Linked DNA regions of Mus musculus: region 2 is linked to region 1. A link is a contact called in public promoter capture Hi-C data. All regions are on one chromosome and are shown on one strand. Each heading gives the region's core, a stretch centred on a gene start, on an enhancer-like site or on the middle of the called end of the contact. The rest is flanking DNA. Distances are from core to core; before and after follow the strand shown. Region 1 holds the start of Ubqln2 (ubiquilin 2). Region 2 holds the start of Sms (spermine synthase).

Evidence for each region. Promoter capture Hi-C pulls out the DNA fragments that hold promoters and counts their contacts.
Region 2: a contact with region 1 is called in a promoter capture Hi-C map of pre-B cells. The contact joins the promoter of Sms here to the promoter of Ubqln2 in region 1. A contact is called at or near these places in 2 of 39 promoter capture datasets (cranial neural crest and pre-B cells).

Annotation. Positions count from the first base shown.
Region 1 is chrX:153,495,255-153,500,631 of GRCm38.p6, reverse strand. Ubqln2 (ubiquilin 2) reads right to left here and starts at 2,400. Exons shown (of 1, transcript NM_018798.2): 1 at 1-2,400. The coding sequence starts at 2,178. The coding sequence ends at 262.
Region 2 is chrX:157,489,564-157,494,940 of GRCm38.p6, reverse strand. It overlaps Sms (spermine synthase), which reads left to right and starts at 2,654. Exons shown (of 11, transcript NM_009214.4): 1 at 2,654-3,036. The coding sequence starts at 2,988.

The DNA.
Region 1 (5,377 bases), core at 1,151-3,650:
AAAGAAGAAAAGAAAGGAATGAAGGAAACAAAGAGGGGAGAGGGCAGGCTGGAAGGGAAGGGAGAGGGTGGGGGGAGGAGGAGCAGGGAGGGAGGGAGGGAGGGAGGGAGGGACTCCACCTTAAAATGCATCCTATTAGATTTATAGGTAGACAGATTTAAAAGAATCAAAATAAAAGTAAAGCACAATTTTGTGTGTTTAAAGATTTAAGAGCCATTATCAAAAATAAGATACATTTTTTTTCAAGGTACAGAAACGTAATTAGGATGGCTGAGAGCCCAGCAGCCTCTCAATGGCCGCGTTGATGTCGCCTCCTGTTGCTATTAGGGCCTGCAAGTTTGCTTCGCGGTTTAAGAACCCCATGGCGTTGAGCTGTTCCAGTTGCTGCTGAAATCTCACTTCAGGATTCGGCGGCTGTGGAGGGCTTCCTCCAGTGAGAGCCTGCACCATTTGTTGAATGAACTGCTGGTTGGGTCCAGATTCCGAGGTTGGACTTATGGTTTCAGTAGGTGCAGAGCTGGACACAGTGGTTGCAGGCGGGATGCCAGTGCCGGTGGAGCCGGGGGAGCTTGCAGGGCCAGTGGGTCCTATAGGCCCGATGGGGCCTATGGGGGTGAAAGGAACTATAGGGCCGATGGGCCCTATGGGAGTGACTGGGCCCACAGGGGTTATGGCGGTTCCCAGCACTCCCATCCCCACACCTGGAGCGAAGCTGGGAATGAGGCCAGGTGCTTCAGTGGCTAGAGTCTGTAGCCCCTGCTGGATCTGCATTAGCGCTTGCATCGCTCTCGGGTTTGACATGGCCGCGATGGTTTCTGGATTCTGCATCTGCTGCAGGAAATTCGGGAGCTGTGGACGCATCTGCTCCTGCAGCTGAGGATTCGAAGTGAACAGCGGGCTACTCAGCATCATCTGGGCCGCCATATCTGGATTCTGGCTCAGCGACTGCATCATGCTCCGCATGTAGGGCGCAGACAGCATATTCTGAATCAGCTGGGGATTCTCAGTTATCTGCTGCAGCAGGCTCTGCATTCCTGGGGTGCTGAAGATGCTAGCCACGTAATTAGCTGCAGCCATGGTGTTCCCGGCGGTGGTGCTGCTGGAGCTGCTGCCAGAGCCACTGCCACTGCTTGTGGTCGTGGTGGTGGTGGTGGTCGCAGCCGTCTGGGTTGTTGGCGGTGGTGCCCAAGGATTGGGCAGCGGATCACGATTCTCCGTGCGGGAGGGCTGAGTACCTTCCCCTGAGGTGGAACTGCTCCCCACCGTGGCAAACGGGTTGCCCCCAAACTGCTCCTGTGCGGCATTCAGCATAGGTTCTTGAATGTCAGTGTACATGCGCCGCAGAGCATTGTAGCCACCTGGGATGCTTTCGAGATTACTGAGAGCCAGGTCTTGATTTCGCATCATCTCTTGCATCATGGCAGGATTCCTGGCGATTTCCAGCGTCTGCCTCATTATATCTGGGTTGTTCAGTAGGTGGCTGATTTCTGGGTTTCTCTGGATCAATTGTTGCATCTGTGGATTGGCCATGATGAGCTGCCTCATCAGATCAGGATTCGAAAGCATGCTCTGAACAAAGGGATTTTCCATGATCTGGATCATCATCTCAGGGCTGGCCAGGAGCTGCTGCTGCATCTGGTTCTGAAGCTCGGTGAAGTTGGGCGAGTTCAAGCCCAGGTTACTAAGGCTGGAAAGGCTTCCCAGCCCAAAGGAGCTGCTATTCGTGGTGGTAGGTGTGGAGCTACTCCTGGGAGCCGATGATGTCGTCGCCGCCGGCGCCGCCGCCGTGGTGGTGGTCGTGGTCGTCGTGCTCGTTCCCGCAGTCGTGCTGGGCTGCGTGGTGGCCTGGCCCTGCGGACGGTTCTGGCTTTTGATAACCAGGTGAACAGTCAGTCCATCATGGATGCCATGCTGCATCAAGGTATCTTGATCTTTCAGGATCTTTCCGGCGAAAATCAGCACGAGCTGATCGGTCTGCGATTTGAAGCGTTTGGAAATCGCTTCCTTGAACTGCTGCACGGTGCTGTTCTCGGGCACCGCGAACTCCTCCTTCTCTTTGGGGGTCTTCACAGTGACTTTGATGATTTTGGGCTCGGCCGGCGGGCTGGCCGCGCCTGGGGCCGCCGCAGGGCCGCGGGAGGGGCGCGGGGGGCCGCTGCTCTCGCCGTTCTCAGCCATGGCGGCCGCGGTGACGCAGGCTCACAGGGAAGGCGCTGGCGAGCGAAGAGGGCGCGAGGGAAGGAGGTGCCGCAGCAGCGGACTGGGGCGGCCCGGCGGGCAGCGCGGATCACAGTACCTCAGAGTTGAAGGCTGCGGCTCCTCCCGGTCGTCGGCTGCGCACTCGGCTCGGCGTAGGCCTCGGCTGAGGGCTGAGAGAGCAGGTCCTGCAGGCCGTCTCCGCTGCCGCCGCCTTGTGATCTGCCCGCGCGCACTCCCAGCGACTCCTGCAGCTGCGGCGCCCGCGCTCCCGCCCCGCCCCGCCCCGCCCCGCCCCCGGCCGCGCCCCGCCCCCTGCTGACGCGGCGCCAGCCCAGCGAGCGTCTCGCGGCCGAGCGCAAAACTCCTGCCCTGCAGAGGAGGGGGGGCGGAGGGAGGGAGAGGGAGAGGGAGGGAGAAATAAACAAAGAGAGGGGGGAAGAGAAGGAAAAGGAAGGAGGCTGGAGAGAAAAGCCAGGGGACCAAGGCGAGGCGGGCGAGGCGAGGGGGGAAGGGAGGAGGCCAGGAGGAGGAAGAGGGAGGCAGCTTCTTTAGCAGCCACTGAAAGACCAATGGAGAATGTGGGTTCGCAATCTGGGAGGCAGTGAAAGGATGAAAGCCTGAATTGAACCGATCCCAGGCAAAGGACGAAAAATGAATAGTAAAGAACTCTGACAAAGCAAAAAGGGAGAATGAGCGCCCGGTTGGGGGAAGGGAAGGCATGGCGGGAGCGAGCATTTTACAAAAGAAGCCGAGAAACGGCCAACAGGCTTCTGAAAAGATGAGGCTCGCTCCTAATCAAAGGGATTCAAATAAACACAATGAGATTTTTCCTTCGGGTTTATCATATTGGCAGCGATAAAAAAAAAAAAAAGAACGTTAAACCTTGTTGACCAGGAGCCGAGAAAATGCACTCTCATGCTAGTCGTAGTATGAATTGTTGTAATGGGGCAGTTTGAAAATACAAATGGACATTTTAAGGATTTGCACCTTTGTTTAGAAAGACCTAATAATCAATTCGAAAAGTATATATAAACAACGTGGCATTTTAAAAAATAGCGTTTAGCTAGTTAAATGGGTCTGTGACAGGAATACTATGATTTTGCCATACAATAAAATAATCCCTGTGTCTAAAAGATGGTGGCTAATTCATGTAGTATTACATGTCTCTAAAAAATACATTAAATGCACTGTAGTTAGGAGAAAATAATAGACGATATTTGGGGTTATTTTTTATGGTTTTCTTAACAAATGGAAACAATACATGTGTGTAGGTGTCAGCATCAAAAAGCTTGTAGACTGTATGTGTGAAAAAAATCTGAAAGGCTATACTCCATTATGATAAAGGTAATTATTAGTAAGAGCTGAAATTGTAAATAATTCTTATTTTCTATTTTTATAAGATTGTGAATTTGATGAATAAATATGCATTGCGTTTATGATTTTTAAAAACTACAAATATTATTTTCAGACAAGAGTAAAGGTAAAAATTGACAGGCACACAATAGTCGTGGCAGAAATTAACATAATCATTATGGATTAAATAAAGAAAACAAAAAATGGAGTATTACTGTTATAGAAAACCTGAATTATAGAAGAAATTATTCTGAAATCATTTATTTCTCTTGCTTTGAACACAGAAAATCCTTTTCCCATACAAAAACCTAGAGATGATTTAACAGCATTTCAAAATCATTACGTCACAGTACCTTAATAAATCTCAGTGTAAAACAAAATACAGGGCCATTATACCCATGACTAGTACAAAAATCATTATATATGCAAGAGCTCATATAGATATAATGTACAATGAAAAGTATACTTGCTTTAAATACATATCAAAACATAATTAACTGACACACATCAAATGTAAATATCTATGGTATTTAAAACATATGTACATATGTATATAAAATATTCTATTAGCTAGAAGGGCTGGGCTGCTGCTCACTGATGGAGCACATGCGTACTGTGTGTGAAGAGACCCTGGGTTCAATTCCTAGTACTGAAAGAAAAATTAACAGAAAATAAATGTACAAGAGGCAGTCATTCTAAACATCTAGTCACAAGGAAGAGGAAATGGTACAGGATTCTACACAATGACTAAATGGAACTGGAGTTAAAGCTGTAAAAATGTGCTTTGTCTCTAAACTCGAAGGAAACATGACAGGCTACCAGCAATGGCTGATTTTAGATAGTGACAACTCACCTCTGTTAAAATATGTTTAACTTTTCTGAAAATAAATAGAAATTTAATACTATATCACAAGGAATTGTTAATGACTCTTAAAGGTAAATACTATTAACAAAAATGAGGAAGAAGAAAACACTTAAAATTTAAAGAAATCCGAACACTTTTGAGATAGTACAAATTGAAATTCTTAGTAGAATGAATTGGTAAGCATAATTATAATGAGAATATAATCTCAATACTTACCACAAGATTACCCTATATGTAGTTTAAGGAACTTGATACTGATAGAAATTTCTAGGCCCCATCCCAAGCCAATTGAAATAAGTGGTGAATAAGAATATTCATTTTTAGCAGGTCTGAGTTCATTAACATTAGATTTATGGGGTACTATGTGAATGAATTCAGAGTCAAATTTATACATTTTAAGATTTTAAATGCCCAATAATAGCAAAATTAGTGTAATACACATTCAAATAACAAGGACAACAAAGAAAACTGGAAGAGGTACCTGACATGCCAGCCATAAAATGAAAACAGCAAAGACCAACAAACAATATTTCTCTCCCTTCATCCTTTTCTCTTCCCCTTTTTTTCCTCTTTCTGCTACATTTTCCTTTTTGTGAGATACTAGAAAGACATTTTACCTTGTTTCAATATGAAAGCAATGGAATAAACCATGTACAAACTAAAAAAGAACTGAGCCAGAACATACACAAGGTCCCAGGTTCTATCCCCAGCACCACAAAAATCAGTAAGTACAGATTTGAAAGACAGTGTAGTTCCAGAGCTTGACAGAGTTGGTAAAGAATTCCTAAGCCAGCTCTTCATAAGCATTACCTGAATTACTTTTAGTAGCTGTGGCAGGAAACAAGAACTTCATATTCCTCTGGGAAGTAAAGGCCAACTTGCTAACCAGCATTGAAAGTATACTAAAATCTTCAGACAATTTTACTAAGCATTTCTACATTTATGGTTGTATCCATTAGT
Region 2 (5,377 bases), core at 1,405-3,904, 4.0 Mb before region 1:
TGCTTTCCATCATGGGTAGCTGGCTCCATTGCTTTTTGGGCCATGGGGTGGATGAACATGATGGCATAAGGGTTTAGGATCCACCATGAAACAGAGAAAAACAGCAAGAGGAACAAGATTCCGACACACCCACAGTGACCCACTTCCTTCAGCTAGGTAGGCCTTCTAAAGTTTCTATTACCTTTGGTGACAAACAGTGTCACCAACTGAGGACCAGGCCTTTAATTTATGTGTGTGTGTGAGGGGGCATGCCATATTTGTCTTAGTTACTTTTCTATTGCTGTGCTAAGACACCAGGACTAAGGCAACACACAGTAGAAAGTATATTCTGGGCTTACAATTTCAGAGGGTGGGTCTATGACCATCATAGCAGGGAGAATGACAATAGGTAGACAGGCATGGAACTGGAGAAGTAGCTGAGAGCTCACACCTTGATACACAAGCATGAGGCTGAGAGATCAAGGTGGGCATTGCTTGGCCATTTGAAACCTTAAAATCTACTCCCTGTAAGACATCTCTAACAAGACCACAGCTCCTAGTCCTTCTGAAACAGTTCTGCCAACTGGGGACCAAATATTCAAACATATGAGCCTTTGGGGGCCATTCTCAAGCAAACCGCCTCAAAGGTCAAAACATAACTTAGGATTTTTTTTTTTTTGCATCTTTTGTTGCAAGATGAGAGGTAGAGATCATTGCTGGTGTAATAACTAGACAATTACACTTAATGGATCAACTATAATATAATTGCTAGGCACAACCTAAATGATTAATTTTGAAATGATCCTTGCAGATTGGGGCCTAGATTGCAAAAACTCAGGCAATGACAATATTTTCCAGAATCCAAATAGGTAGTCATAGCCCAGTTGGAGAGGTTTATAGAGGCCTTTGCTTTCTTTCACTGAAGAGACACCATGACCACAGCAAGTCTTATAAAGGAAAACATTTACTTGGGGCTGGCTTACAGTTTAGAGGTTTAGTCTCTAATCATCATGGCAGGAAACATGCTGGAGGAACCAAGAGTTCTACATCTTGATTCACAGGCACCAGAAGGAGACTGTGTGCCACACTTGGTATAGCTTGAGCAAAGGAGACCTCAAAGCTTGTCCCCCACGTTGACACACTTCCTCCAACAAGGCCACACCTCATAATAGTGTTGCTCCCGATGGCCATGTCTGCCTGCCTCTACCTCACAAGTGCTGAGATTAAAGATGTGTGCCACTAACGTCAGGCTCCTGTTTCTTATCTTTAATAGTCTTGCCAGGATTATGCAGATTAGTGAGAAGACCCTTGCAGTAAACTGCTAACATCATCCTGACAATACTGATCCTATATCGAGCATCCTCTTCTCTTCAGGGCTCTCTTTTGACATCACTTCATTAAAGTATCTCAAGGTTCTTCATTTTGCCCTTTGCAAGGTGAAGTACAAATTCTAGGGCGGATATGCTTCAGCTGGGAGCCCATGGTGGTCTGCAATGTTCTCCACAATCTACTGAGCAAGACCAGCTACATACTTATCAGCAAAACCTCAGATGCCTTCTGCTCTGAAATTTTCAAGAAATTCAAGAGGTTGACAGCAGATAGTGAAGCTAAGGGAAGGCAGGTGGCTTACCCCAATGCTGGCAGGGCATGAAGCACATGTCCTACGCGGGAAGCTTCACTACCCTTAAACACACAGGAGGACAGCTATGTTCTAGTGACTTGACTCCAGAAGAAAGGAAGAAAGAGGAGCTTGGGGCTGATACATTGGGGCTGATGGAGCGGAACACAAATTAGCTTACAAAACTGAGGACCTGGTCTCCAGAGAAGGAAATAAAAACAGATGGCTATGGATAGGAACAAAGTAGGAGCCCACTGAAAAGAGATGCAGTTGTTGAAGGACAAATATGACGTCAGTGTTAGGTTCTTGCAGGACAGGGAAGGACTACGCAAAACTAACCAACCAACCAACCAACCAACCAACAAACCAAACCAAACCAAACGACCATTCGAAATGGCCTAAGGGAAAGCTAAACTTAATGTTTTTGTGTTGTTGAGGAGGCACAGAGTTCACTAATCTGAAGTTTAACAACCATTACAGAAATTCCTGGTATCAGGAGAGGCACAGCAATCCATACAATGATGGAGTCAATTTGCCCTGGGATTTTGCTCGTGCAATAAAGGATCCCTTTATTCCCCAGGCACTTCAGTTCTCTTTTGTCCCATCTTGTTGAATGCTACTAACGGTCAAAAAAGAGGCCAAGGCTGTAGGTCCATTGACAAAAAATAGAGGTACCGAGGAGGGGGAAGTCCTGTGGAAGAGGCTCTCACATCTGCAACTTCTCAGTTAGGCTTTAGTCCTTGATTCTTTTCCAAATTTGCATGAAAATGTATGCTACTTGAATGCCCAGGAGCCTTCTATTCTGTTCTTAAATACTACCCCTTACCAATAGAAACATTGTTAATAATCCCAGCGGGGTTCACGTGCATTTAAAGAAAAAGTCAGGCTTGTACTTTAAGACTACAGGGGTGGTAGCATTTTATTTTCTTCAAATGGTCAGGAAGTAACTGGGGCTTTTGCTTGGGGAGGAGGGGTAGGCATATGGGGAAGTGTATAGGGAGGCCCCCCGGAAGTCGCGCTGAGCCGTTTAAAGCTGGGTGACCTCCTAACGGATGGCGAATGGCGGGAGAGCATGGCCAGAGCTTTAGCGCAGGGCGCGGCCATTGGTGACGCATGCCAGGGAGCCCGGCGCCCGCGATTCCACCATTAGCGAGGCCTCACACCCAGCGCTTCAAGTTCGGGGCTGGAGGCGTCCCTGCTTCCTCCTCTAAGAGGCGGGTCGGCCCCGCCCCCGCGCCCCGGGTCGCTTGCCCGCGGCCCCTCCCACCTCCTAACTCCTGGCCTCCCCCGGCGCAGCGCACTCCCCGCCGGCCCGCAGCCTGACACGCCGCGCGGTCCCTCAGTCTCCTGCGGTCGCCTCCCCAGGCATGGCACAGGGCCTCGCCACACTATGGCAGCAGCAAGACACAGCACGCTCGACTTCAAGCTCGGCGCCAAAGGTGAGGGCGCCGCTCGCCACCTGCACGGGCGCCGCAGCGGCGGCGGCGGCGGCGGCGGCGGCGGCGGCAGCGGCAGCGGTAGCGGTAGCGGCGGCGGGGCGACAGTTCCCTCCGCGCCTGCGGGGCTCGAGGCCACAGGACCAGGCTCCTCCGGGGCGCGCGCGGCAGGCTGAACAATGCGGACGGCCGCGCGGCGCCTGCGTCTGCCGGGCTGCTGCGCGGAGCACGCTGCGGGCCCTCGTGCACCGGCGGAGGCCGCGCCGCGCCCCCGCGGTCCCCCGCCGCGTTTGGTCCTCGGCTGAGCTGGAGGCTGGCGCACTGCGGGGCCTGGGAGAACCGCGTCCGTGTGTGCCAGCCGCACCGCCCGCCCGCCCTTCCGGGCCTGGAGCGTCGGTCCACGCGGGCTCGCCGCCCTCCACGCCCCGTTGTTGGGGGGGAATCCCTTTCAGCCCGTGGGGCGCGGCGGATCCCCGGGGGAGGCGGGTACCGGAGCGCCTTAGCTCGTTCGAGGCACGGCGGGCGAGGCAGGCCTGAGCGAGGGGTGTGTGCGGCGCGGGACCGCTGCCCACGCCACCTTTTCCTGTTCTGGCAGGCTGCTGAATTTCCCTCTTGGGTGTGTGTGTCGGGGGGTTCCCCTTAAGGGCAGCGAGGGTTGAAGGAGGACCAGGGCCACTCAGCGCTTGCAAGGTTTTTTTTAGTCATCTAAGGAGATGAAGGATCCTCTGAAAAGGGACCCGGCGGGCAGAGAAAGGAAACGATTATTATTATTATTGGGGGTGGGGAGGGATGAGATCTGGGCGCGGGAACTAGAGCCACCACCATCACCATCACCCCTAATCCTGGAGGCTCAGATATTTGAGCCTGGTCTCGGCAGAAATGGTTGGGAGAGTCTTTTTTGCGTGATGGAATTTTGAAGGGTAGGGATGGATGTACTGCTGGCTTCTTTTCTTTGAGAGAATCAAGCATGGGCGCAGTGGGCGGGAATGATTGGGCCTTTAAACGTGCGACTGCGGCAGACTTTCACTTACCAGATCATCCCGCACATAGTGTGGTGCCCCAGTCTTCCCTTTTCTCTGGTTTCTCTATTAATGGAACACGTGGATTCCACTCTGCTTTTTCTGTCGGGATTTTTTTTTTTAACACCGACTTAATTGCTTTTGAACTTCTGAGCTCACACTTTGTACTTTTTCTTCCAATCCTAAAAGATCTCGGAGCTCACAAGATCAATAAATGTAAAGACAAAAAATAAAATCGGGGGGATTTGGAGCAAAACCTGGATTTCAGTCTGCCTCTTCTAATTGATTCTCTTCTGTGGGTGGCCTTTTGGGTTTATCTCCTAACGTTTTGGAACCTCATCTTTTTTTTTTTTCCGGGGAGGAAGAAAAAAAAAGAGAGAGAAAGCAAGAAGCAAGGGACAGTGCACACTCAGGGCATTTACTGTGGTCGGGTGAACTAGAGGGTTGTTAGGTAAGCCAGTGTGCTTGGGTGGTCGGAATAGAGTTTAAAAAAAAGTAACACCGTTCACTTCCCACTTTGCTTAGGTGAGGATGGAAGCAAGGGAGACAGTTGGGAGAGAATAAGGTGGTACTTGGGTGGTGGAGCTGGAGGAGTGTGTTAGGATCACAAAGGTTCTACTGTTATCTTGGCAGCTTACAGGGCTGATTGGTTAATGGGAGTTCTAGCACCGTGAGTTTAGTGGGGGAGGAATGTGAAGCAACTGTTGTGGCCTCCCAGCTGGGAAGGTGTGAATTTTATCTCTAGCATCCCATTTCCAGTAGGCTGGAGGGACAGTGAGCTCAGCATGGGGTCAGAGAAATTCTAGCCCTTCCACTGAAGAGTAAACCTTCAGCTTAGTTTAAACACTGAGAATAAAGGGTGAGCACACACTTAAAGCTCGAAGGAAGGCTCTTGAGAGAGGGCAAGTGGATCTTTTCTTGAGTCTGAGGCCAGCTTGGTGTGCAGCCAGGGCTGCATAAAGAAACCCTGTTTAGACCCTCCCCTCCTCCAAAAGAGACAAGCATTAGCTGTTAATGTTTTAACTCACACTTTGCTCCTAATTAAAAATAAGAAAATTAAAGCCAGTCATATTGGCAGACCTTTAATCTCAGCACCCAGAGGCAGAGACTGAATTGGATTTTATATCTAAATCTAGTACAACCCGGTTGGATCCTTAATACAACAAAGAAACAAGAAACCTTTGAGTTGGACCCAAGGTGGCACATTCATGTAATCCCAATACCCTGGAGGCAGAGGGTGGAGAGTTCAAGGCCAACCTGGACTATAGACTGAGATCCTATCTCAAGGATTGCACTAATGATACAAAGAAAAACTTTGTGCCTTA